3 separate regions of the Mus musculus genome follow, and all the other regions are linked to region 3. Evidence: chromatin contacts called from public ChIA-PET and promoter capture Hi-C data. All regions are on one chromosome and are shown on one strand. The core of a region is the stretch at or near the end of the contact, and the rest is flanking DNA. Distances in the headings are between cores, read along the strand shown.

Region 1 (4,477 bases), core at 1,064-3,563, 150 kb before region 3:
CTGAAGTTGAGACACTGTCTCAAAAAGCCACCCAACCTCACAGAAAAAAATAACTTATCCATTGTCTTAATTAGGGTTTTACTGCTGTGAACAGACACCATGACCAAGACAAGTCTTATAAAGGACAACATTTAAGTGGGGCTGGCTTACAGGTTCAGAGGTTCAGTCTATCATCAAGGTAGGAGCAGGGCAGCATCTAGGCAGGCATGGTGCAGGCAGAGCTGAGAGTTCTACATCTTCATCTGAAGGCTGGCTTCCAGGCAGCCTAGGACAAAGGGTATTAAAGCCCACACCCACAGTGACACACCTACTCCAAAATGCCACACCTCCTAATAGTGCTACTCCCTGGCCCAAGCATATACAAACATCACACCCATTGACTCCAGTTTCAGGGACTTGACACCCTTTTTGGCCTCTGTGGGCAGTGCATGCACAAGATATACAGACACAGCTGGGTGTGGTGGTGCACATTTTAAATTCCAGCACTCAGGAGGTAGAGGCAAACATATCTCTAAAATCAAGTACAGCCTGGTCTACAAGAGTGAGTTCCAGGAAAGCCAGGGCTAAATAGTGAGACCCTGTCTTGAAAAAAAACTAAAACCAACCAATCAACCAACCAACCAACCAAACAAACAAACAAAAAACCGGAAAGACATATATGCAGGTAAAACACAAAAAACAAACAAATAAAAGGAACAAAATAGACTACCTACCCACACAAATGAAACATCTCATAAGCATTTGTGGTAAATGCTAAGTCATATAAGCAGTCAGGCAGCTATTCCTTCTTTTTTATAAATCTCCCATTCTTTCTTTACTTTTTTCTAATCTTTTTCCTGTTCTGATTACCATGATAAGTATGCTATCTATTCTACCAATATAGGGCTGAACTTAACTCCAGGCAAGCACAAAGAGTAAGAGGTCATTACAACCACAATACAGTCTCGCACATATGCAATGAGTTTATGAATTTTACCTCTCATCCTTGTTCCTGGTTGGCCTGGAACTCTGTAGACCTGACCAGGCTGACCTGGAACTCAAAGAGCCACCTGCCTCTGTTCCTTGACCCCTGTGCCAGCCTTGGGATTAAAGGTGATTGTAGTTTGGTTTGGTTTGTTTTTGACAGTGTCTCTCTGTGTTGCCTTGTAACCCACAGAGATCTGCCTCCCAAGTACTGGGATTAAAAGTTGTGCACTGTGATTACTTCTTAATTGTGTTTATGGTTTTTTTTCTAAGTAATGAATAGTAAAGTGTGACTGGAAATGGTGCTAGACAATGTCATTCTGGCTAGGGGATCCCAGGACCCATTGGCTGTATTTATTATTATAATACCTAGAGTCCTAAAACAACAACAAATACTAGCCCCTGAGATTATTCTTTTTATGCAAAAAGTATTTAGCCGGGCGTGGTGGCTCACGCCTTTAATCCCAGCACTCGGGAGGCGGAGGCAGGCGGATTTCTGAGTTCGAGGCCAGCCTGGTCTAAAAAGTGAGTTCCAGGACAGCCAGGACTGTACAGAGAAACCCTGTCTCGAAAACCCAAAAAAAAAAAAAAAAAAAAAAAAAGTATCTAGATATGACTCATCTTATACTACCTTTCTAATTCATGAAGCGAATTTAATTAATTTGTTATTTAATGGGACAGGTTTTCACTATGTAGCCTCTTAAATTTTTAAAAAATTACATTTCTCTACTTATTTTGTGTGTATGTCTATGTGTGCATGTTGAGATGAGGGACAACTTTCAGAAGTTGGTTCTCTCCTTCTACCGTATGTCTTGGGAACTGAACTCAAGTTGGTAGGCTTGGTGGCAAGTACCTTTATCCACCGAGTCATTTCACTGGCCTGGAGGTCAAATTTCAAAATGCCAACGGACAGTTCATGTTTCACATTCAACCATGGGATAAAATCTGATGAGTCAGGAACTTTTTATGTATAGCATAACGACACACGTTCAGAATACCTTACTCAGATCTCTGCACAGTTACCCAGAGTGTTGTTAGATTATCCACATATCATCTTGGTAATTTCAAAAACTGAAAATATGTGTGGTGGTAGGCTGAGGGTGTGACGCTGAGGAAGAGCACAGGCTTAGCTCTCCTCAGACTGTGGGTTCAGTGTGTAGTGACTGATTGACAGAATATCTCAGTAGACAGTGAATTGAAACTGGGTTTTGCCTGGCTGGGGAAGGCATCTGCTTGCTTAGCAAGAGTAATGCAGCCACCTTATTTATAACCAGAGAGTGACTGGCAGTTGCTCTCAACAAGATGAGACAGTTGCCAATCAGGGTGTGGCTTATTGGTGCTTGCTTCTCCGGAGACTTTTGCAACAGTGACCCCTTCTGACCATTTGGCTAAAATGGTCATGCGTATTGCTCCCCTCAGAGCCTGGAGGTGAGGCCTTCCTCAGGATACTGCTGCGGTGGAGCACTTGGAAGGGGCACTGCAGAAGTGTAGGTGCGTGTTGCTTGGGAAAGGTCAGCTGTGTTTTATTGTGCTGGCAAATAGTCTTCCTGAGTAACATTCCGCTTTTCCCTCCCTAGACAGTGATTACTCGGCCAGACCACCCCTTGCTTTGCTGTGGCTATTCTACAATATGTTCGTAGCTTTTACCGTCTAGTCTGCCTTTTAGGATCAAGTAAAAGGGTGTCATAGCCCCTCAAGCCTTGCTTCAGAAAACCCAGTGTTAGTTTCTTCATGAATTCTTGGATTAAAAGTAGATAAAAAAAACAACTCATGGTTTTTGTTGTTGTTGTTTTGTTTTCGAGACACGGTTTCCTCTGTGTAACCTGGGCTGTCCTGGAACTTACTCTATAAACCCAGGCTAACCTTAAACTCAAGAGATCCTCCTGCCTTTGCAGGAGTACTGGGATTAAAGCCATGAGCTACCACTGCTCAGCTGATTCTCAACTCACGTTTTATTTTATTTTGTCCTGTAGGTAAATAAACCAAGTTTAAAAAGGAAGGAAGCTGGTTGACAACTTGAGCTAACCTTTACGTTATAGGACAATAGTAAATAAACATCAATAGGACAATGCCATAGCTCCATGGTAAAGCAGGTGCAGGGATCCCTGGGTTTTTAATTCTTAGTATCAAAAGAAAACCACAGCAGGTGGCAGCAGCACAAACCTTTAATCTCAGCACTCCGGAGGCAGAGGCTTGGAGGATCTCGCTGAGTTCGAGGCCAGCCTGATCTACAGAGTAAGTTCCAGGCCAGCCTGATCTACAGAGTAAGTTCCAGGACAGCCAGAGCTACACAGAGAAACCCTATCTCAAAGGAAGGAAGAAACACACTTATTATTTTCTATTATATTGTCCTGTTTTACTTAATTCTAATGTTTGGGCCAGCAAGATTGATTCATAGGTAAAGGAGCTTGCCGCCAAGCCCATCAGCCTGAGTTCAGTCCCCAGACCCCACACAGTGGCTCCCACAAGTGTCCTCTGTTCTCTATGTGTCTCCATGGTGTGCTTGCATATGCTTGCTCTCTGTCTCTTTCTTTTATACCCATACACACATACTAGATAAAAGCAAAAATTTCAGTAAGAATGTATTTCCTGTATTATAACCTGATGTGGCACCCACAGCACTGAAAGAACGCAGATTGAGAAGTCTTCCTCTCAGCCTGTCTCCCCGCCATCACGTCTCTCTTAACAGCAACCAGGACGATCAGCTTCTTGTGTCTGTCCAAGTACCTAGCTTATGGCTCCTGCACCATGTCATGGGCTCAGTTTTCCAGTAAAGTGTTGTCTCCACACCTTTGCTATTGCAAACAACGCCACAGTGAGAGTATGTCTGAAAGACCGTGTCCTGGAGTGACAGTGGCTGGCTCGAAGGAGCCAAGCATTTGCCATTTGTCTTTGATAAAGGTTGCTGAATTATGTTCCTATCAGCAATGTATGATTTCTCAGTTTAAATATTACATGTTTATGGATAGAGCTATTTTAAAAATCTAAACCTCTGGGCTGGCGAGATGGCTCAGCAGGTAAGAGCACTGACTGCTCTTCAATAATGAGATCTGATGCCCTCTTCTGGTGTATTTCAAGCCAGCTACAGTGTACCTGTACTATACATAGTATAATAATAAATAAATCTTTGGGCCTGAGCGAGCGGGCCGACTGGAGTGAGCAGGGTTGACTGGAGCAAGCAGAGGTCCTAAAAATTCAATTCCCAAGAACCACATGAAGGCTGACAACCATCTGTACAGCTACAGTGTACTCGCATACATTAAATAAATAAATCTTTAAAAAATTCCAAACCTCTTTTTAAAAAAAAGATTTATTTATTTTTATTTATTTGAGTACACTATAGCTGTCTTCAGACACACACCAGAAGAATGTATCAGATCCCATTACAGAGGGTTGTGAGCCACCATGTGGTTGTTGGGAATTGAACACAGGACCTCTGGAAGAGAAGTCAGTGCTCTTAACCACTGAGCCATCTCTCCAGCCCAAATCCAAACCTCTTGACAACCATTTTCCT
Region 2 (4,174 bases), core at 540-3,039, 140 kb after region 3:
AACCAAAGGCATGCGTGGATGTAAGCATGCTTTCTACATTAAGTGCTGGCTGCACTAACCCATGCATGCTGTAACTGCTGCCCCATCCTGGCTTACTTATGGTTTTATTTACTCAGTGCTCTCTCTCTCTCTCTCTCTCTCTCCTACTAGGAAACAGGCTGTCCTGAAGGACTCGGCAGGCCACATGTACTGCACAATTCTTTTAGAGAAGTGTCACTGCTCATCCATAAAATGGGGTGGATAGGATGTCCTCTAACCCCCTGTTGTGATTTTTAAAGATTTATTTATTTATATTGTATATATGAGTACACTGCAACTCATCTTCAGATTGTAGCTGTCTTCAGACCCACGAGAAGGGGGCATCAGATCCAATAAAAGATGGTAGTGAACCCCCATGTGGTTGCAGGGAATGGAATTCAGAACCTCTGGAAGAGCATTCGGTGCTCTTAACTGCTGAGCTATCTCTTAAGATTCTCATAGGTCCTAGGTATTTTTCTTTTTTTGGGTCCCTTTCCTCTGGGAAGGAAAAAAACCTGAACACTGTATTTTCTACCTGTATTGCTGAAGATGAATGCAATTGAGGCAAGCTGGATGCATGATTTAGATGGATTCTTTCATTCTCATGATAAAAGTTACTAACAGAAAATATTTCTCTGGATTCCTAAAGATGCCTTTAAACTCAGTAAGACAGGGCTGTGATGTGCTGCTCACCCTCCTGCACAGCTTTAATTGGAGAGCTTTTGATCACATGATCTGTGTGCGTGCTTTAATAATATAGTGTTGTAGACGTGGCAGATGGCTCTTGGCTTCCCAGTTTAACCTGAGGAATGTCCAGGTTTCATGGGATCCATCAGATGTAACTAGTTTTCAAAAACATCAATAATGCAAGCAAAACACCATCGCAAGTTACTGCACTATTTATCAGTAAATTGGTGTGTACTTGTGTGCAGAACTCATAACTGTGGTTAAGTAAGTGAAACTACACAGAAATCAGTATGTAGAGAAGTTAAAAGGATTGTTAGCTGAATGAAAGAATTCAGTTAGAAGTTACCATTTATCTAAACAAATTCTGCAAGATAATAAAGTCGTTGTTTGTTTTATTTCAAGAAGATGCTCTAGCAACAACATCAACACAGACACCCATGTCCCTTTCCAGCAGCACCAGAACATCCCAAATGAGCTCACAAGCATCGACCTCATCAACATCTTCTGACAGAAGGACAAGTAAAACAGAACAAACATCAACAAGGGATACTCCAAGTTCCATAACAACAGTTTCTCAGAGCCATCATACTACAAGCATGGAGACCAGCAAACCTCAAACCACCACAACCACCGAGGTGACCACATCAACTCCTTCAGCCTCCTCACGTGACCAAATACAGACAGAGACAAGTTCTCAAAGAACAATCTCTCCTGATGGAACAACCACCTCACATGCTCCCAGTATCAGCAGCTCAGCTCCAAGTACAACACACATGTTAACCACAACATCCTCCACAGAAAGTACCTCAGTAGACTCAGGACACACAACAGCAATAACAACTCAAGGTTTAACACCTGCCACCGCACAAGTCTCACTGACACCTTCATCCCAGAATATGTCAACAGTGTCAACACCCATCACCTCAACTCTTACTCAGAGACAACACACTGGAAGCAAGCAGACCAGCAGCAAATCTCAAGTCAACATAGTCACATCAACTCTTTCAACCTCTACAAGTGACTCAACTCCTGCACAGACAATGTCTCAAGTGACATCATCTTCAGATAAAAGAACCAAGCCATCTACTTCTGGTGTCAGCAGTACATCACTAACTACAACAGAAGTGCTCACCCAAACATCCTCTACAGACTCTGCTCCAGGAAACACAACTCTGAGGATTACTCAGAACTCTACAACACATACCACGAAAGTCTCAACAACATCTACACCACAAAAACTGTCACCAGTGTCAACACTCATCAATTCAAGTCAAAAAATGTCAACCCTTCCTCAGAACCAACACACTGAAAGCATGGACACCAGCAGACAACCTCAAACCACCACAACCATAGAGGTGACCACATCAACCCCTTCAGCCTCCTCACTTCACCAAATTCAGACAGAGACAAATTCCCCAAAAACAATCTCTCCTGGTGAGACAACCACCTCACATGCTCCGAACATGAGAAGCTCACCACCAAAGACATCACAGATACTAACCACAATGCCCTCCACAAAAAGTACCTCAGTAGACACAAAACAAACAAAGGCAATAACTACTAAAGTTTCTACACCTGACACCACACAGGTCTCGATGACACCTTCATCCCAGAAATTGCCAACACACAGCACGTCTACTCAGGAATTAACATCTTCTTACAGCCAACATATTCAAAGCAAGGGGACCAGCAGCAAATCTCAAACAACCACAAACACCAAGGTGAACACATCAACTCCTTCAGCCTCCTCACGTGACAAAATTCAGACAGAGACAAGTTCCCAAAGAACAAACTCTCCTGGCGAGAAAAGGACATCACATGCTCCCAGCATGAGCAGCTCAGCTCCAAGTACAACACACATGTTATCCACAACATCCTCCAATCAAAGTACCTCAGTAGACACAGGACAAACAACATCAGTAACAGCTCAAGGTTCTACACCTGCCATCACACAGACCTCATTGACACCTTCATCCCAGAATACGTCAACAGTGTCAACACCCATCACCTCTACTCACAAATTGTCAACCCTTTCTCAGAGCCAACACACTGGAAGCAAGGGGACCAGCAGCAATCCTCAAACTACCACCACCACAGAGGTGACCACATCAACTCCTTCAGCCACCACCCATGACCAAATTCAGACAGAGACAAGTTCCCAAAACACAATCTCTCCTGGTGAGACAACCACCTCATATGCTCCCATCATGAGCAGCTCAGCTCCAAGTACAACACATATGTTATCCACAACATCCTCCACTCAAAGTACCTCAGTAGACACAAGACACACTACAACATTAACGAATCAAGGATCTACACCTGCCACCACACAGGTCTCACCTTCATCCCAGAACATGTCAACAGTGTCAGCACCCATCACCTCAACTCAAATTTTGTCAACCTTTCCTCAGAGCCAACACACTGGAAGCAAGGGGACCAGCAGCAATCCTCAAACTACCACCACCCCAGTGGTGACCACATCAAATCCTTCAGCCACCTCACGTGACCAAATTCAGACAGAGACAAGTTCCCAAAGAACAATCTCTCCTGGTGAGACAACCACCTCATATGCTTCCATCATGAGCAGCTCAGCTCCAAGTACAACACACATGTTAACCACAACATCCTCCACTCAAAGTACCTCAGTAGACACAAGACACACAATAGCAGTAAGGACTCAAGGTTCTACACCTGCCACCACACAGGTCTCACCTTCATCCCAGAACATGTCAACAGTGTCAACACCCATCACCTCAACTCAAATTTTGTCAACCCTTCCTCAGAGCCAACACACTGGAAGCAAGGGGACCAGCAGCAATCCTCAAACTACCACAAGCCCAGTGGTAACCACATCAACTCCTTCAGGCACCTCAGGTGACCAAATTCAGACAGAGACAAGTTCCCAAAGAACAATCTCTCCCGGCAAGACAACCACTTCACATGCTCTCAACATAAACAGCTCAGCTCCAAGTACAACACACATGTTATCCACAACATCCTCCACTCAAAGTACCTCAGGAGACACAAGACACACAACAGCAGGAAGGACTCAAGGTTCTACACCTGCCACCACACAGGTCTCACCTTCATCCCAGAACATGTCAACAGTGTCAGCACCCATCACCTCAATTCAAATGTTGTCAACCCTTCCTCAGAGCCAACACACTGAAAGCAAGAGTACCAGCACCAATCCTCAAACTACCACCACCCCAGAGGTGACCACATCAAATCCTTCAGCCACCTCACATGACCAAATTGAGACAGAAACAAGTTCCCAAAGAACAATCTCTCCTGGTGAGACAACCACCTCATATGCTCCCATCATGAGCAGCTCAGCTCCAAGTACAACACACATGTTATCCACAACATCCTCCACTCAAAGTACCTCAGTAGACACAAGAAACACTACAACATTAACGACTCAAGGATCTACACCTGCCACCACACAGGTCTCACCTTCATCCAAGAA
Region 3 (4,338 bases), core at 455-2,954:
CTCCCTCTCTCTCTCTCTCCCTTTCTTTCTTCTTATTGGATATTTTATTTATTTACATTTCAAATGTTATCCTCTTTCCCAGTTTCCCCTCCACAAACTTCCTCTCCCATCTCCCCGAGACCCAGTCTTTAAGAAAAAAAATTTTTTTTTTTTTTTTTGCCATAAGATGGCCCAGTAAATACCTATGTTTGATCCTGCACAAGATGGGAGGCAACCAACTCCCAAACATTGTCCTCTGACTTCATGAGCACCCAGGTTCATAACCACACACACACACACACACACACACACACTAAAAATAGAATAAAAAATTTAAGTGAAACAGAAAGACCTTCACTTCAAACTGCCATCATTGTTTTCATTTGTTTTTTGAGATGGAGGTTCTTGCTGTACAGCCTAAGCTGGCCTGGAAGTCACCCATCTTTCTGCTCCAAATTCTGAGCTATGGGGGTACCAAACACTGCTGTGTGCTTCTGTGCTTCTCTTACAGGGACTCAGTCTATAGCCGGAATCATTATTTCTTCTTTTTTTTTTCTTCTTCCTCTTCCTCTTCCCCTTCCTCTTCCTCTTCTCTCCCATCCCCCTCTCCCTCCTCCTCTTCCTTACCCCCTCTTCTTCCTCTTCCTCTTCCTTTTTTGTTTTTTGTTTTATTGTTTTTAGACAGGGTTTCTTTTTGTAGCCCTGGTTGTTCTGGAACTCTCTATGTAGACCAGGCTGGCCTGAACTCAAGAGATATGCCTGCTCTGCCTTTCACTGGAATTAAGGCCTGTGCCACCAAGACCTGCTTATGGTCTGAATTTCAGAGATCTCTCAATGGCTGTGTGCTCTGGCTTTATATATATTTTCTGGAGTAGTACAATTTGGACAAAGAAGGGTCTAAAGGGACCAGCAGTTAGTAAATCCCAAATACGCGTTGAATTTTAGAGCAGATAAGCCAAAGGTCAAATTCGTGGCTGGGAAGTAGATTAGTACTTTAAAAGACATTCCCAGGGTCCCTAAGGGCTCCATCTGGGAGCGCGCTATCTGTAGTCCTGTTGTGGTTTAAGATACCACTCTCTTTGTTATTTGTAAATTTACCACAGGCTGGGCAGTAAAGTACAGATAGGAAGAAAAGAGTGTGAACGTTTGCAGTTTTAACAGAACTCCTTTTATTTGCTATGCATTGCAACAACCCTCTAAAAGCAATAATGGCGATAAACATGCAAGTTAATCTACAACTTTATCACCCTAGTAAATCATTGGTTCCTATTTCCCTTCCATAGGCTGAACATAGTGAGCACTGGTAGCTCTTTGCTTGGCTTAAGCGCTGCTTGTTAAAATCTAAAAAAAAAAAAAAAAAAGATTTGCAGTTTTGCTTTAAAGTTTTTCCTTTAAAGCATCTCTGAGCTGCAAAAACTCGTCTTTAGGATATGGTTTTGGCGGAGACCTAAGCCTGCAAGTAGGAATATTTTAAAGAGTAAAGGCTGATACTTTCGAACTTGCACCGCAGGGTTGGGTGTCGGTCAAGGTTAGGCGGAGGGCGACAGGCCAACTCCAAAGACACGGCGGGGGAGGGGTGCGGTGGAGAAAGCGAGCCGCAGCCAATCGCACGCGCTCTCCCGACACCTGCCGCCTTGGCGCCTTTTCTAGGCTACTCCGCGCACGCACTGGCTGCGCGCGCAGTTCGCCTCCAGCGGTCTTGGGGGAGCACCTCGGTAGGTGTACGTGCGGAAGGAAGTGACGTAGATCCAGAGGGCCGGCCGGGGGGTGGGGCCGAGCTATAAGCTTTGGGTGGGAGGCAGCGCTGCCTTCAGAAGGCGTGCGGAGCGCGGGCTGCTGCATTGCGGACTGTAGAGGCGCTTCCTAGTGAGTGACTCCCTTGTCAGCGGCACGGCCCATCGTGGTCCTCGCGTGGCGGGCGGACCAGAGCGAGACGCCAGGGCCTGGGTGGTGCGGGCGGGGAGGCGGAGGGGTGTCGCGGAGTCCGGGGCTGAGGAGCGCGGGTTGCAGGTGCAGCGCGGTGGGTGTGGGGAGCCGCTGTACCCTGCGCCCCTCGGGTCCTCCGGGCCTTCGCAGGCCAGTGCTAGGCCGCGGGTTCGAGAGTCACCACGCTGAGGCGCAGGCTTGTTCCGCCGGGAGCACGTGGTGGCGGCTGGAGGAAGTCGCCCCAGGGAACGGCTGTCGGGGTACGTGGGTGACCTTGGGGCCCCTCGCAGGAGGGCGTCACAGCTGAAAAGGACAAAGCTGTTTTCTATTCGGTTACTAGTGTCACGGACATTTAGAGGGGCGGGGGGAGCTTCCAATAACTGCACGTTGGAACTTCGGCACCACCTGGTCGGTTTTTTTGCCAGTCTCTCCCTCTTGGCCCAGCGTGTGGAATCTCATTTTTCTAGGGCAGAATAGGTCTGAACGCTGCAGGTAATACTAAGAACGTCTCTAGCATCTCCTAAGATGGGAGAACGTAGAAATACGACCTCTTTGTACGAGCTCTTTTAGAACTAGCTGTAGAGAACCAGCGTGCACCCTGGTGTTGGACAGCTCTCTAAAATGGTGTTTGAGGGTAAGAAAACTGCATTTGCAAATTTTTCAGTTAGCACACTTTGTCCCGAGCGTAAAATGAAATGATCTCCTTATACTTAGGCAGAAGACTGGACTGGATTGCTGTTCAGTTTCTGTGCTATTTTTTTAAAATAGGATTTAAGTGGGAAATAGTTGTGTTACAGAAATTCTCGGCTATTCTGTGCTATTTTTTTTTAAATAGGATTTAAGTGGGAAATAGTTGTGTTACAGAAATTCTCGGCTACCTGATACTTTTATTCTAAGATTAGATGAGTTGGCTCTGAGCTGTGAAATATGACCTCTTTGACAAAGACATTTAAGCTGATTCAGGATGTTATCTACAAAGAAAACGGGATTTAGCTTGTGTGGGTCCACTTGCATTTATTTTCTGTTAAGGATTATAATAAACTGCTTTATACAGGAATCCAATATCAGCTGTTTTTTATATAGAGAGCATAATACTTTTTACTTTGAGAGAGGATGTTGTCAAGGAATGGTGGCTGTGAACCTGGCCTGTGTTGACTGGTTAGATCTGTCTGCCTAACCCCACCCTAAGGCTAAGTAGTTATATGCTTGTGGCAATGTGCTTATTTATAATAGGGCAAGATTATGGGCTAAATTTGGGTTAGACAACAATGAAAGTTAATTAAACGACCCTCAGGCCTTGGGTCTACTATGTGTAAGTGATTTCCTTCTCTCCCAGATGAGTGCTATACAAAATAAACTTCAGTGACCTCAAGTGGTTTTGACCTTTTGGTTGCTATTCAGAAAACTATGGAAATGAAAACCTGCTACCTATTTCCTATTGCCTTTTCAATTTCCCAAAGAAGGTCTCCCCTATGAATCCATGGGTAGCCTTGAACTCAGATCCACCTGCTTCTGTTTGGAGAGTGATAAGATTAAAGGCAAGTGCCACCACACCCAGCAAAGTAGGCTCTTAAAACTAAAACCTTTGCAGTCGGGCATGGTGCCACACACCTTTGGTCCCAGCACTGGGGGGTAAGGCAGAGGCAGGTGGATCACTGAGTTTGAGGTCAGCTAGTGCTGAAGAGTAAGAGCCTGTCTTTAAAACATCTCAACAGCTGGGCAGTCGTGGTCCATTCCTTTAATCCCAGCACTTGGGAGGCAGAGGCAAGTGGATTTTTGAGTTCGAGGCCAGCCTGGTCTACAGAGTGAGTTCCAGGACAGCCAGGGATACACAGAGAAACCCTGTCTCAAAAAACCAAAATATAAATAAATAAATAAAGATTGGGAGAGAAGTCAAGGATCTCATAGGTGGTCAGGGAGCTACAACTGCAGTAGTAAAGAAGTAGGACTTAAAAGAACAGGGCCGGCACTAATTTTGAGGATCTAGATCGGGCCCTCAATTAAGGAACTTCCTTTTGTGTGAACTCAGAATTTGAAATGAAATGTGCTTGTCAGAACCATTGCATGGCTTATTTTTTAATGAAAAGTCTGGCTAGTATCTGCTTATCTTCCAGCTTCCAGCTCAAAGTTAAGGTCATAGATCAAAAGAACTATGTCTTTATCTTAGTTGTATCTTAATTTTTATTAGAATTGAATGGTTTTCCTAATGTTTGGTAACATCAAAGGTGTGTAAGTAAAAGTGAGAAATCAAGATTAACTTTCTCTTGGCAAAGATTGTTGACATTGGTGACATCTTGGACCAAATGAGAATTGTTTTACTTTTAAATGTCCCATCAACAGCTCTCAGTTAGGCTGTTCTATCTGGTTTGTCTTGCCATGCTTGCAGAGTATAGATTTGACAATTTGAAAATTCAAAAAGCTATATAAATAGGT

Evidence for each region. Promoter capture Hi-C pulls out the DNA fragments that hold promoters and counts their contacts. ChIA-PET counts read pairs in DNA pulled down with a chosen protein or histone mark.
Region 1: a contact with region 3 is called in a promoter capture Hi-C map of neural stem cells. The contact joins the enhancer-like site here to the promoter of Tfrc in region 3. A contact is called at or near these places in 1 of 39 promoter capture datasets (neural stem cells), 3 of 484 Hi-C or Micro-C datasets (LSK cells, cardiomyocytes and myeloid progenitors), 4 of 115 datasets of contacts at active chromatin or transcription factors (the SCID.adh cell line, embryonic stem cells and forebrain) and 3 of 9 other capture datasets (adipose tissue, liver and pancreatic islet).
Region 2: an RNA polymerase II ChIA-PET map of memory CD8 T cells shows a contact between it and region 3, with 44 read pairs. The contact joins the enhancer-like site here to the promoter of Tfrc in region 3. A contact is called at or near these places in 1 of 39 promoter capture datasets (the 3T3-L1 cell line), 3 of 115 datasets of contacts at active chromatin or transcription factors (effector CD8 T cells, memory CD8 T cells and pancreatic cancer cells) and 1 of 9 other capture datasets (adipose tissue).

The regions. Positions count from the first base shown.
Region 1 is chr16:32,455,893-32,460,369 of GRCm38.p6, forward strand. All of the region lies in intron 3 of Pcyt1a (phosphate cytidylyltransferase 1, choline, alpha isoform), which reads left to right. Among named protein-coding and RNA genes, the nearest start is that of Pcyt1a, 27 kb to the left of the region's middle. Within about 2 kb of position 2,314, at least 29 of the 459 cell types and tissues checked have an H3K27ac peak or open chromatin away from gene starts, as enhancers often do. A contact at or near this core is called in myeloid progenitors and neural stem cells, where this site is marked.
Region 2 is chr16:32,749,087-32,753,260 of GRCm38.p6, forward strand. Muc4 (mucin 4) reads left to right here. Exons shown (of 27, transcript NM_080457.3): 2 at 1,111-4,174. Among named protein-coding and RNA genes, the nearest start is that of Muc4, 15 kb to the left of the region's middle. Within about 2 kb of position 1,790, at least 23 of the 459 cell types and tissues checked have an H3K27ac peak or open chromatin away from gene starts, as enhancers often do. A contact at or near this core is called in effector CD8 T cells and memory CD8 T cells, where this site is marked.
Region 3 is chr16:32,607,192-32,611,529 of GRCm38.p6, forward strand. It overlaps Tfrc (transferrin receptor), which reads left to right and starts at 1,705. Exons shown (of 19, transcript NM_011638.4): 1 at 1,705-1,845.